2 separate regions of the Mus musculus genome follow, and region 1 is linked to region 2. The links are chromatin contacts, called in public HiChIP or PLAC-seq maps. All regions are on one chromosome and are shown on one strand. The core of a region is the stretch at or near the end of the contact, and the rest is flanking DNA. Distances in the headings are between cores, read along the strand shown.

The links. HiChIP or PLAC-seq counts read pairs in DNA pulled down with a chosen protein or histone mark.
Region 1: a contact with region 2 is called in an HNF4G HiChIP or PLAC-seq map of pancreatic cancer cells. The contact joins the promoter of Specc1l here to the enhancer-like site in region 2. A contact is called at or near these places in 3 of 39 promoter capture datasets (the 3T3-L1 cell line, 3T3-L1-derived adipocytes and liver), 4 of 484 Hi-C or Micro-C datasets (the HL-1 cell line, cranial neural crest, female germline stem cell-derived STRA8 germ cells and 1 more), 8 of 115 datasets of contacts at active chromatin or transcription factors (CD8 T cells, effector CD8 T cells, embryonic fibroblasts and 4 more) and 3 of 9 other capture datasets (adipose tissue, liver and pancreatic islet).

What each region holds. Positions count from the first base shown.
Region 1 is chr10:75,206,564-75,213,570 of GRCm38.p6, reverse strand. Specc1l (sperm antigen with calponin homology and coiled-coil domains 1-like) reads right to left here and starts at 1,498. Exons shown (of 16, transcript NM_153406.3): 1 at 1,352-1,498.
Region 2 is chr10:75,166,805-75,174,061 of GRCm38.p6, reverse strand. Bcr (BCR activator of RhoGEF and GTPase) reads right to left here. Exons shown (of 23, transcript NM_001081412.2): 16 at 5,824-5,955. Among named protein-coding and RNA genes, the nearest start is that of Specc1l, 42 kb to the left of the region's middle. Within about 2 kb of position 3,416, at least 154 of the 459 cell types and tissues checked have an H3K27ac peak or open chromatin away from gene starts, as enhancers often do. A contact at or near this core is called in 3T3-L1-derived adipocytes, CD8 T cells, the HL-1 cell line and 7 more, where this site is marked.

The DNA of each region.
Region 1 (7,007 bases), core at 249-2,748, 41 kb before region 2:
AGTGAAGTTATCCATATACGACTCAACCCTCAAGTACACTTCCATCGTCAATTGCTTATATTATCCCAGTACAAGGAAAGGACAAGAGAAAAAAAAAAAAAAGAGTCTGTACAGAATTCAGCACAGGCGTATTGCTTTTCAAACTCTTTCCATTCCTGACATATTGAAAGAGGACCAACCGAACGGTGCCTTTAATGCCTATGCAACAACGCTGGTGCCTCATTCCAAACCTTTAGATAGAACTGTTGTTGCCTGTAGTCCACAGCTGATTTCACCTCAAGATTTAGCTTCCTGAATGACAAGAAGCCTTCCTGGGCTCCGCGATTTGTTTTTTGTTTTGTTTTTGTTTGTAGTTTGAGACAAGGCCTTACTCTGCAGCCCAGTTGGAGCTCATCCAGCCTTGGCCTCGGGATTACAGGTGTAGGCCAAACTTTACGATTCTCTGTCATGACAGTCAAAGGGTGCCCCCTCACCCCGCCGCACTTTAGGACTGATCTTCAAGAGAGTGAAAACAAAAACAAAAACAAAACAAAAAACAAACAACAAAAAAACCCAAAACAAAACAAAACAAAAAATCAAGGATGCCTGCATTTGAATGATCACAGAAATTTTTGTTTGGTTTTAGGCGGCTAAGCCCACCAGAAACCGATTTCTTTTCTAGTGTTCTCTGGGGTATCGCCACCATCTATCTATCTCTCTCTCTCTCTATCTCTCTCTCTCTCTCTCTCACACACACACACACACACACACACACACACACACACACACAAGCCTCTAATGAAAATGCACACACACACACACACGCCTCTAATGAAAATGCAGCATTTCTTCAACAACACACAGAAACATCCACATCCAATCTGACATAATTAGCCAAGTCTCAAGAATAAAGAACACTGCCAGCTTCCAACAGCCAGGTCCTAACACTGCAGGGCGCAGCCTTCGGGGGACCTCCGCTCCTGCTCCCCACCCTCAATGCACCAGATGGGGAGGCAACCTGTCCCAGCCCAGGGCAAGGAACTAGGATGAATGCCCGGTCTCTCCCGACACCACAGGGAACACAAGCACCAGGGTCGCACCCAGCCTCTCCGCAGGGATGAGACCCCCAGCCAGCTGGGTACCACGCCAGCCTGGGTTCCCGGGGGATCTGCGGGGCAAGCTGTGAGGTCCGCCCGGGCAGGAGACGGCGCAGGCGCGGGATGGCTGGGGATGGGGGGGGTGACGAGGGGGGACAGCGCAGGCGCGGGGCCGCCAGGGTCTGCGGGGCCGCCCGGGCCTGGCCGCGCGGGCGGCGCTGAGGAGACGAACGTGCCCGCGGCACAAGCGGAGAAGACCCTGCCCCGGCTCTTACCGCGCGGCACCGCCTCGCTCACTCGCTGGCTCCGGGCTGGGGCCGGGCGGCGAGCTCGCCCGGTGGCGCGGCCCGGTCCGTTGAGTCCGGCCTCAGGGCAACAGCCAACCCCACGGCGCCGCTCCCTCGGCCCGCCCTGTCTCCCTTGCGGCTCCCGCCCTCCGCCCGCCCCTTATCCACCGGTGCCGCCCCCTTCTACTCCCCGCGCATGTGCCGTGATCGGCGCCTCCCTGGGCTGCTACTGCGCAGGCGCCAGCTGTCACACCTCCTCTTCGCGCTGAGTTCTGGACCGCGCACGCGCTGTGCTAGTCGGCGGTGCAACTAGATAACTGCAGTCTTTTGTGCTGGAAGTGCTCCTAGTCTCTCGTTTTTCCTCCAAGGCAAATAGGTCCGCTCTGGTTGAAATGTATGTTTACAGTGTGCTGAACCCGACAGTTGAGAAAAATGCACATGCCAGGCACCCATTATGTTCCCAGCACATGAGCAACACCGGTCCCTACTCCACCCATTAAAGGGAACAAGATCACTAGCATTATAAAGTTAAAGAGTTCTATAAGCTTATGTAATTCCTGTGTAGTTTTTATTTTACTTTTTAAATTTGTAAATGGCTCTATTACTATAATAAAAGCACCATGACCAAAAGCAACCTGGGGAGGAAAGGGTTTATTTGGCTTACAACTCCCAGGTCACACACCATCACTGAGAGAAGTCAGGGCAGGAACTCAAAGGAACCTGAAGGCAGGAACTGAAGCAGAGAAGCTTTGGAGAAACACAGATTGTTGGTTTGCTCCTCATGCCTTGCTCAGCCTGCTTTCTTATATCATCCAGGATCCCCTAGGGGGTCACACCACATCCTGGTGAGCCTGGCCTCTCCCACATCAATCATTAACCAAGAAAATGCCCTATAGATTTGTATATAGGCAATCTAACAAAGACATTTTCTCAACTGAAGTTCCTCTTCCCAGATAATGGTAACTTAGATCAAACTGACAAGACCTAGCCGGAACATTATTCTTTGATGTTTTCTTTTTAAGAATTTAATCTCTGATTCACTGGGCATAGTGGAACATGCTTTTAATATCAGCACTCAGGAGGCAAAGATGGATCATCTCTGTGAGTACCAGGCCAACGTGGTCTATATAGCCAATTCCAGGCCAGCCATTGCCACATGGTGAGACCCTGTCTCAAATAAATTAGCAAATAGATAAATAAATAAATAAATAAATAAATTTAAAGATTTTGTATATGGATATTTATGTATATGAGTACACCGTTGTTGTCTTCAGACACACCAGAAGAGGATGTCAGATCTCATTATACATGGTTGTGAACCACCATGTGTACACAGGTTGCTGGGAGCTGAACTCAGGAGCTCTGGAAGAAGCCAGTGCTCCTAACCATCTCTCCAGCCCCCCCCTAAATAAATAAATAAATATCTCTGAATGCATTTCTAAGAAAATTTACATGCCTCAAAATTCAAAAATCACCATTTCAACATATTCAGTACCCTACAATTCCTCACATAGTTTCCACTCCTCAATATCAATATCCCTTGACATCATTTATGAACAGAAGCAAATATTTAAATTACGATATGCACTATTTTACTACCTCAATACACAGATGGCATCACACTGTACCTCTTGATCTTTAATTCTTCCTTCTTAACCAGCAGAGCCACAATACATTAGTACATTGAGCCAAAAAAAAAAAAACAAAAACAAAACCTGGCTTTGAACCTTGGATGCATTACATAATAGTCCCTTTGCTTTCTGGTTTACCCACTACAAAACATATGCTGTTATAAATTTTTATGGAGGTCAAATAGGATTAGCACTTAAACAGGCCTTACCACGTTATCCAGAACCCTGGACTTCCATTGCGTAGCAAATATAAATAAGTGGGTATTAATTCTCCATCTGTTTAGGTATTTGTAGTTCAAAATCAACTCAACCATTTCAATCCAAATACCACCCAGGTGGTAATTTTTTGAGGCCAAAGTTGAGGTTCAAAAAGGTATGTCATGCCAGGTGGTAGTGGCTCACACCTTTAATCCCAGCACTTGGGAGGCAGAGGAAGGCGGATTTCTGAGTTCGAGGCCAGCCTGGTCTACCAAGTGAGTTCCAGGACAGCCAGGGCTACACAGAGAAACCCTGTCTCAAAAAAAAAAAAAAAAAAAAAAAAAAAAAAAAAAAAAAACCAAAACAAAAAACAAAAAAATCAGGTGCATTTCAAACCATTTTCTATAGTTCCTAGAATTGTTTAAAAAAAAAAAGATTCAAAGGTCAATGATAATCTAAGGACCTTTCCTCTGCCAATTCCTCCCTCTAGCAATAATTTCCTCATGCTAGCCACTGCTCCTCTTCTCTCTCCCTCTCCCTCCCTCTCTCTCTCTCTCTCTCTCTCTCTCTCTCTCTCTCTCTCTCTCTCTCTCTTTCTCTCTCTCTCTCTCTTTTACTTTATGAATATGACTACACTATCCCTATCTTCAGACACACCAGAAGAGGGCATCAGATCTCATTACAGATGGTTGTGAGCTACCATGTGGTTGCTGGGAATTAAACTCAGTACCTCTGGAAGAGCAGAGAATGCTCTCAACTGCTGAGCCAACTCTCTAGGCCCAGAGTTAACTTTTTAAATGAACTTGCTCATAGCAGATTGCTAAATCATTCTACATTGGTTTTGTAGTTCAGCCTATTAGACTTTTAAATCTTTTCATGGCAAATATCAATTTTAGTGTATCTTTTAACAAAATTCTTACCCATCTAGCTATATCTCCAGTCTTCTCCTCTCTCTATCCAGCTAGGCAGGCAATCCTCCCCAGGTCTGGCCTCAGCCTTTAACCCACCTTCTATCCCTCTATCAAACCTTTCCTTGCTCTTCCCTTCATCCCCACATAACCACTCTCACTTGAATTCTCTTCCACTCCACAAGGTTGCTGGACTCAAGGCCCCCCTGTGTGCCCATGCCCCCTTCCCTCCTCACTGGTCTCTCTTGAGTAGAAAAATGTTTGGGCTTCTTGTCTGACAAGAGTTTCTCTATCAGGACAATATTCAGTATTTAATACTCAGTCCTTAAACCTAACCAAACCTGACACTTGTGTCACACTGACCTCCACTGTGTCTCCCAAGGACAGGGAGTGTATCTGGAGGGCAGCTCAGGCACATGCCTATGTGATTCGTGTCCAGGATAGATATCATAATATAGTCGGTGCTCTGTCAGTTCCATAGGCCCATCTTCATTGAAATACAATCCAATTCAGATGATCTCCACAAATAAGGCCTTGTGATTATTTGTCTTGTGGCAGGAAGGTGGCATGTAGGCAGGAAGCCTTTAAGATGGCCAATCTTGAGCAAATCAAAGCAATTATCCAGGGAGTCTCACTTATTGTATGCGCAGGTGTGGTGAAACCACACACTAGACCTCTCTATAGGTAGAAAGAGCGGGTTGGGAGCTGGAGAGATGGCTCAGTAGTTAAGAGCACTGACTACTCTTCCAGAGGTCCTGAGTTCAAATCCCAGCAACCACAAGGTGGCTTACAACCATCTGTAATGGGATCTGATGCCCTCTTCTGGTGTGTCTGACTGTGTCTGAAGAGAGTGACAGTATACTCGCATACATAAAGTAAATAAATAAATCTTTAAAAAAAAAAAAAAAGAACCATTTGCTGGGGAATCAAACTGTCAAGGCTATCTCCCAGGATGGGCTGGGGGTGGGGGCAGAAAATGGTGGGAAAGCAGGCAGATTTTATTGTAGGAGAGTCAGCAGGGTGTGGTCTTTGAGCTAATAATACAGGCTGTTCAGCTAGAACAGGAACAAGTGTCCTTGCCTGAAGCAGTCGACCTTTGGGTTGGACTAAGGAAGGTTCCTGGTAATTTATGGGAGTCTCCTAATAAACAGTAGTCTTGGAGGGAGGCTGCTTTGGACCTAACACTTATCAGAAACTAAATATACCAACCTGACCTTGAGCGACAGTAGGGAAATTAGAGCAACATCTCCATCCTAGCTTTCTGTTGGCAAACTGGTAGTAGGCAACAGATTCAAAGACATGGCTGGATGTGGTGCGCATGCCTTTAGGCCCAGCACTCAGGAAGCAGAGGCAGGCAGATCTCTGTGAGTTCAAGGGGAGCCTCATCTACAGAGTGAGTTCCAGGACAGCCAGGGCTGTTACACAAAGAAACCCTGTCTCAAAAAAAAAAAAAAAAAAGCGGAAAAGAGAACAGCCCCTCTACCTTTCAAAGAGACCTTATAGAAGTGGCCTTTATGGTCCTCAATAGCAGACAAGAGGTGATAGGTTTTTTAAAACGCAGTATGGTGATGCAGGAGGGGGTTCCTTAGTGGACCCATGCTGAGGCATCTCCCCCTGAGGTTCCAGTCATATGATGGGTCTAGTATAAAATGAAGTTTATTTGGGGCATGGGAAGGAGGGTTGAGAAGATAATAGAGGCAGAGAAAGAGAGGGGACAGACAGAGAAGGAGAGAGAGAGAGAGAGAGAGAGAGAGAGAGAGAGAGAGAGGAAGAAAAGGTCAGAAAGAGGGCTCAAGAGGCCAGTCATTTTATAACAAACCAGGCTCCTACCTGGCTGTTGCTAGGTAAGTGTTGGGTGGAGCCTAGAAGAAATGCTAACATGCTAACAGAAGGATCTTAAATGTTAAAACCTTAAACACGGAGATAGAGAGATGCCTCAGCAGTTAAGAGCAATGGCTGCTCTTCCAGATGTCCCGAGTTCAATTCCCAGCAACCACATGGTGGCTCACAACCATCTGTAATAGGATCTGATGCCCTCTTCTGGTGTGTCTCAATACATTAAAAAAAAAAAAAAAAACTTTAAACAAGATCAGGTAAAATATTAAACGCTGATAGCAGCCTTACTCCAAGGTTCATAACAGAATAACTCAAACATGGGAGTAAGACCCTCCCATCTCAGGCACCTAGGGCCTCCCATCTTAGATCACCTAGGGCCTACTTTAAAGGTAGCCAAATGGGCCACTGTGCGCTAGAACATGTCCCTATCTGTGGTCACTGTCCTGCCCCTGCTCTCTGTGTGGGCGAAAAGGACACTGGTAGTCAGGTTTTTCTAAGAAAGATGCCAGTCCCCACTCTTCTGTCCTTGCTAGGCCCCACACACCAGACTCCTCAGGATTCAAGGATTGTCCGGATTGACAACTGCTACCACCTGACATGTCGCTGCTCCCCCTTCCCCTAACCCACCCCTATGACTTTTATCAAACCTAGGATAACACTGTCACTAGCTGGTCATAATTACTCCCTTTTTTACCATAATTTCTTGAGATGGAAGGCATTCCATCCAGACCGGGACAGACAAGTCCATCACTGTGCAGTCTATGTCCTCTTTCCCATTCCTTCCTGGTCATAGCTAGCCATCTTGACTCCTCTCTTGGAACATGACATTTAGGAAAAGTTGCATTTCTCTCTCTCTAATCTTTCCGTCACAAAGGCCCTGTGAAGTAACTGTCTTTTCACTTCTCTGGCACGCAGACTCCCTTCCTTCCTCTGCTCCTTGCTTCTCCTACCACGCAGTCATTCTCTAGCCTGAGAGAACCCTTCTAAGCCGTTGCTACCCACCATACAAATCGAACCACCGGCTCTCTCTACCTTTATGGATCGAGCTCAATACCCACTCACTTCCAAGGG
Region 2 (7,257 bases), core at 2,167-4,666:
TAGAAAAACCGAATGAGGCCTTGCATGGCGATGGGGGTCGAGCAGCAAGAGGCTTGTTTGTGGAGCTGAAGTCGCACGGCAGGGCAGTGGTGAGTTCCTGGCCTCTGGCTCCTTTTGAGCAGGCTCTCAGGGAAGCTCCACCCTACAGCTGGGCCAGCCAAGGTCAGAGTTTCCCATCACCCATACATTCCACTTTGTTTTCTGTCAGTCTATGGGAACACCAGCTCCTGCTCCAGAGTCTATTGGTTACGGGAATTCTGATAAGTCACAGCCTCCTCTTACGTTGAGTCTCCTTTTCAAGTGGTGGCTTCCGGTGGTCCAAATTTAGAGACACTGAGTAACGTGTGTGTTACTGGTCAGTCCGCTTTGAGCCGGCAGCATCTTGAAAGAATGTGTGAAAGGCCTGCTGATACTTCTACATCTCACGTAGTGCAGAGAGCATCTGAAGGCTCCAGCAGCTTGTTCCCTGCAGGCAAGCTGCTGGAGCCTTCCTGGTCTGAATAAGGTTCACTCTCAAGTGAGACCTAGCATCTAACTCTGCCTAGAGCCGCTGGGGTCAGTCCCTGTTTGTAGCTCACCTTGGTGTCTGAGAAATCAGCCCTCACAGCAGCCCCGAACTGCTGGATTCGCCTCAAAGGACAGAACGTGCTTAGCAGAGCAGAAACCTTGCAAAGAGTAACAGGACGAGGCAGGCTGGGCTACACTGTCAACAACATTAAAGGCTGGCACGCTTTCCCACACAGTTAAAGTTTCGGAGAAATAAGCAGGCAGGAGGCTGGGCTTTGGAAAAACTGATGGCTGAGGGGGAAGGGCCGTGGACCAGAAGTGCAGGGGAAAGCTGATGCCCTTGTGGTTGTATGGGGCCTCTGCTCCACATAGGCTCCGGGCAGCCAGCATGTGTAACACAGTAGCCTCAGAAGGGCAACCTGTACTGCACTGTCTCCCTGGGAAGAACAGCTGTGGTCAGTGGGTCTGGTGGATGCCTGGGAAACTGCTTAGTCTACACCAGGGCAAGCTGGAGAAAGCCCACGTTCAACCAGGGCAGGCACTGAACCGGCCCCGGAGACTCCTCTACCTACAACTGGGAAACAATTGTCCATATTGACTTAGACCAAACAAGGGGTCACAATAGCAGTAACCATAATTAAAGTGGAAGCAAGCCAAACGGACAGAACCGCCCCCTCCCCCAAAACAAAACAAAACAAAAAACCGTGGGCCGTGACAGGATAATTTTATTTAGCTACTAAGGATAATAATACTAATGAAATAATAATAAAAAAGATAACCTTTAAAAATAATAGTCATCTGGACAGTGATGGTGCACACTCTTTTTTAATATTTATTTATTTTATGTACATGAGTACACTGTAGCTGTCTTTAGACACACTAGTAGAGGGCATCAGATCCCATTACAGATGGTTGTGAGCCACCATGTGGTAGCTGGGAATTGAACTTAGGACCTCTGGAAGAGTAGACAGTGTTCTTTTTCTTTCTTTCTTTCTTTCTTTTTGTTTTTTGGTTTTTTGAGAAAGGGTTTAGTCAGTGCTCTTAACCACTGACCCATCTCTCCAGCCCCAATGGTGCACACCTTTAATCCCAGCACTTGGAAGACAGAGGTAGGTGAATCCCTCTGAGTTTGAGGCCAGCCTGGTCTACAAAGTGAGTTCCAGGCCAGCCAGGGTTATACAGAGAAACCCTGTCTCAAAACAAAACAAAACAAAACAAAACAAAACAAAACAAAACAAAACAAAACAAAACAAAACAAAACATCCCCTACCCCACCCTCAAAGAAGAATCCAGAAAACCCAGAAAATACAGGAGACTACCTCTGGCATGATTCTGTTGATACAAAATGTGGAGAATGGACACATCTCTAAGACAGAAGCTATTATCACCCAGATGGCTGTGTGGGAACCTGAGACATAACCCAAACAGGAGGATGGTACAAGAGGAAAAAAAATGGGACAAGATGAGATTCTACAACTCAGTATAATGTTAATCCCCAGGAAAGAACAGGGCTACGAGAATTTGGCAGCCTAGAAAGTTTATGAATGGAAAGGAGAGAAGAGGGCATGGGAAATCTCTAATGGGTACAAGGCTCCAAGAGACCTAGGTTTACCGAGTATGTTGGTCTCCTTTGCAGAGTGGCCCTAGCTGAGGATGGTGCTTTCAGGATCCTGGCCCGGTCTTGACCATATGCAGTCAGGCTGCTGAATGGCTTCCTCTCAGTTCAAGCATCCCTGAATCCTGGCTAACTGCCGGCCTTGGGGTATGACCTGAAGATATACCTCGTGTTCCTTCATGTGAAGGTCTCCCTGTGCCCAAACTTGGCCCCTTCATCAGCGATATCTGAGGATGCCAGTGTGACCTTGCAGCATGATGACCCTGGCTTTTGGCACATCTGTAGTATCTTAAAGCCTGGGATAAAATGTCTTCATGTTATGGCACTCTTGGATCCTGGCACATAGGTTCTTCCTTATGAGGGCAACACAACAGGCTCTGGTGTATGATGGTTTGGTTTGCTTGGATGACCTATAGAAGCTTGGAAAGGACCAAGGTGCTGTGTACGAACTGCACGAGGGCTCATAGTCTTCTTGCTGGTGACTCTCTGAACAGTTGTCACCTTCCAGGTCAGCGCCATCACATCCCTTTCTGGCGTGTGGATTTAACGTGTCCTGGGTTCAGAAAGAGGGAACACTCTACTCTTTCTCTTGTGGAACCTCCGTTCTTCAGGAAGAGAAATGGGGACCGGATAAGTCAAGGTCATATAAAGAGTAAGGGCAGAATCCAAAAACTTGGGCTGTGGTTCTTGGACTAAGTATTCATTAATACCATTTATAGAGCAGAGAAGCGTACCGACTCAGGATCTTAACCTCAGAAGAGTCTGGCACTCTCAGTCTGAGGATGTGCGTGAATACTACCATCAGAGCCTCAGTGTCCATTCTGGCCCTTCTCTTGGGCCCTGCTGTTCTGCCTGAGTCTGGACTTCCACCTGTCTTCCCTCTGGTATTGAGGACTGCATCTTCTCTATCTCAGCATGCAGCTTTACCTCACAGGACGTCTCTCCACTTAGTTTCTGAGCCAGGGTTGCCATTCCTCACCAACTCCCAGCAGCAGGAAATAGACAGCTAGGCACCTATCCACAACGACACGCATGGAAGGTGTCGACATCATCGGGAAAGCCTGGCTCAGCCCTGGTTAAGCCGCAGATGGCTTTCTCAGCTATACCTAACCCATAAACAGTATCCACAGGTGAGAAGAAGCAAGAGGCGGGAGAACGGAGCCAGGCTGAGTGTCAGGCCGTAACACTGCCCCTCCTCCTGCTTCCTTCCTCCAGGGATCACACGGACAAGCCCTTGTTGCTGGGAGACAGGCCAGTCACTGTGTAGGCGAGTGTGAGTCATCTAGACCATTTTCAAGTGCTTGGGTTCCTTCCTGTGTAAAGAAGTTCCCGAGGCCAATCATCTCTCAGACCACGGTGATGACTGGGGGCTGGAGCAGGGGCCGACAGTCTCCAGTGCCTCTTCACTGACAATGATGGTGACAAAATAGTAACAGTAATAATAGCACCAAATGCTGACCAGGTCTGGGTGACACGTCACCAAGCTGCAGACGGATGTGTCTCTTGCTCCATCTGATATACGAGGACACATTGCTGGAAGGGTGAGGGGCTATGACTCACTTGGGTCACACAGGGCACAGCAGGGCTGGTGGGTGGACAGAGACTATCCTCTTTACTACCAGACTAGCCAGACTCTGAGCTTTGATCAACATGGCTTCACCCCTGCGCAAAAGCCCAATCTGAGTAAGAATTCTGTTCAATCAATTTTTCTAAGAACATATACTCTGTGTGTGTGTGTGTGTGTGTGTGTGTGTGTGTGTGTGTGTGTGTGTGTGTGTGTAGTGTATACGTGGGTATGCTGTATTTGGTGTGCGTGTATGTATACGTGTTTGAGGACACCAAGGCCGACCTCAGGAGTCATCTCTCAGATGCTATCTACCTTGTTTTTGTTGAGTCAGTTAGGGTCTCTCCCTGACTGGAACTTGTCAAGTAAGGTAGACTGGCTGGCCAGAGAACCCTAGGGATCTGTCTGCCTCAGTTTCCCCAGTGCTGGGATTGCATGTGGTTCATCACACTGGGCTCCTCTACTCCTGCCCCACACTTTTTTTTTTTAATGTGGATTCTGGAATTATCATTCAAGCCTCCATATCAACTAAGCTATCTCTCTATCTCCATCATCATCACCATCACCATCACCATCATCATCAGCGTTTATTATTATTATTATTATTATTTTGACAGTGCCTCACAGAGCCCAGGCTGGTCTCAAATAATTCACTATGTGGTTGTGACTAGCTGTGGATTTTTTATCTGTCTCTACCTCCAAAGTGCTGGATTACAGGTTTGCCCCCACCCCCATCTTTGACGTGTAGCTGGGTTCTTTGTCTCCAGGTAATGTCTGTTTACCTGACCTTCCTTCAGAAGAAAAATCCCATTGGGCTGGTCTAGCCAGAATCCTCCTCACTCCTGGCATTTCCTCTTAGTAATCTCCACTCACTGACCCTTACCCTGCTCCTTGGCTGTAAATTTCCATTTGCCTGCGCCTTACCTGGAGTGGAGCCCTGTCTATGCAACGGTGTCTCTTCCCTCTGGGAGGTATCCCTGAGTATATCTGTCTTTGCTACCTTCACTGCTTTCTGGCACTGGAAATTCTCTTCTCTTTGCTAGGCTGGCACAGGGTGCCTGAGTGCCTTGACGGAAAAGCAAAAGCACGAGGAGACATTTGTTCACAAGGCGGCATCGGAGCAAGGGGGTTTCAAAGAAGTTTGGTTTGATAAGCTAGCTTTGTTCACTTCCCACCGAGACCCCTAGCTATCTAGTGGTAGGACTTAGAGGCCCTGGTTCAAATCCAACCATTCACAAGAGTCGAGGAGAAAATTCAAGGCATTTAAGCCAACAACTGCTGGGACCTGAATTTCTCTTTGCTAACTTGATAAACCCATAAAGGGGCCAGGCACCCAGTCTGTTGGCATTCTTGGGATCACCTTTGTATAGAAGTTAGCCCTGATTCTTCCTCCAGCCCCATGCTCTCAGAAATAAGACTCAGACTCAAAAATATATTTACCTTGGCCTCATTGGATGTGACTTAAGATATCCCATTTTTCCTAACCTATGTGTTGCCACACAGCTGGTTTCCTGTGCTCAGGTTCCATGCATCTAGCTCATCGCATCTTGCTGGAGAATCTCCTTCGCTCCCAGAGCTCTCTCTCCTCTTGATGTTCCACCTTCTATGTCCTGTCTAAGCCATAGGCCACAGGCTTCAGCCGTACAATACACAAGATGTTCTCTCTACACCCTTGAGTGAGCTGGGTAGTTGAAGCTTCAAGAAGGTACCAGGGCCTGGGATGTGTATGATGTTAGAATGCTAACTCTGGGGGACCTGTGCGTATGATGTTCAGGACAGCAGCTGGAAACTGGGCCTATACCCCAGACAAAAAATGAGTAGGCTCTGGGACTCCTGCTTTTCCAAAGGGAAATGGTTTTATAAACAATTTTAGCCCAGGGCACCACCTAACCATATGCCTGTGGGCTGTAAAAGCTCACATAGGGAAACTATGGTATCAGCTGCAAGTACAAGTTTGACAGACAAAAAAAAAAATCAATCTCTGGGAACAAGAAAGGATATAACAGACAGAGAAAGGAAGGAACCATGACAGGGCTGGCTATCCACTCCATCCCAAGAGTTAGGCCGTTTCATCAGCCTCATGTGGGAGAGGCCATGGAGCATCCAGATGGGATGGGGTGGGGTGGGGCAGACTCACCTGGACCTGGCCTTTCCCCATGAGCTTGTCTGCGCTCTCACCATCTTCCTTCGTCATCTTCATTTTGTTGTAACACTTTTCATAACATAGTATCCGCAGGGTCTGGGAGCCTTCTAGCTCTATCTCAAACTCCTGTGGTTCCCCAAAAGAAAGAAAGTTACCTGAGAACAAACAGGTCCAACCAAGTTTGCGGCAGTTCAAGGTCATGTCTGAACCACTGCCTGACAACAAATGGTACCCCTCATTTGGTCCTGGCATCCGTGTGGGCATCCCAGTCACTACACTGTGGGTCTCTGGGTTTCTGGAAGCTTTCAAACCCTCTCAAACCTATTTCAAACTTGGTGCACCAGCACCTAACTCCACAGGATAGTCTTGATGCCAACAGCTCTGGTAATTATTAGAGATCGATATTTGATAAGTCTGGATGGCTTTACTATAATAGAAGACACAGTCACTATTTATTTGTAAAAATTAACAGAGTATACGTCTCACACCAACGGCAGCCTCTAGGTGACGTGGGATTGATTGACATAGGCAAATTACATCATACGAGATTTTAACAGTGGGGAATACATGTGAGTTCCTGCCCTTTCTCTTAATTCTGCTGTGAACTTAAGACTGGAGAATGAAATGGAGGTTAGGGGTACAATTCAGTGTTCAGAAGTACAAGCTCCAGCTTTAGCAAATTCTAGTTTTTAAAAAACTGTAATCCATGGACGGGCAGGACAGAAGGCGTGATCCCTTGAGCTTTGTCTGTTGCTTAACATGGAGTTAACGTGCTCCTCTATCAACCCTCTGAGCCTCCAATGAATTCTGCATTTTCCATCTGTGCTTATGCATGCAGGGCTCTAGTTGGGTAGAGCAGCTCTTTCTAGGAAGATGTGTCAGGAGTATGTGAATTCCCTGGATGGCCTGCATGTTCACACCAGGTAACCTAGACCTCTCAGGCCTCCCTAGAGCTTTGGAATGACAACTCCTACCTGGATCTTTTGCAACCTACCTAGAATCCATCTTTGTTGCCTCTGTGAGGGTCACAATTCCCCAACCTCCTCAACCTCCTTGCTTTCTATAGAGCTTCCTACAATGGGTCTTATGTGGCTTTTTTTTTTTTTTAAAGAGGGGATGTTATTTTCTATATAGCCCAGTCTAGTCTTGAAGGCTAGGCAATTCTCCTGCCTCTACTTCCATGTACTGAGACTACAATGTATCACTAAGCAAGCCTCATATGGCTTCATTCTGCCACCATCACAGCTTATATTTGGCCCTTTGTGCTGACATGTCTAGAGAGGTAACTACAGGGACCCTTGCATCCTTGTCCTATTTAGACAAAGAGTATAATGACAGATGATGCAGGGATGCTATGTAGCAAGGCCTGGGATCTGGTCCCACAGTCATACCGTTAGCGACATAATCAAGGTGGATTAGACCAAACTG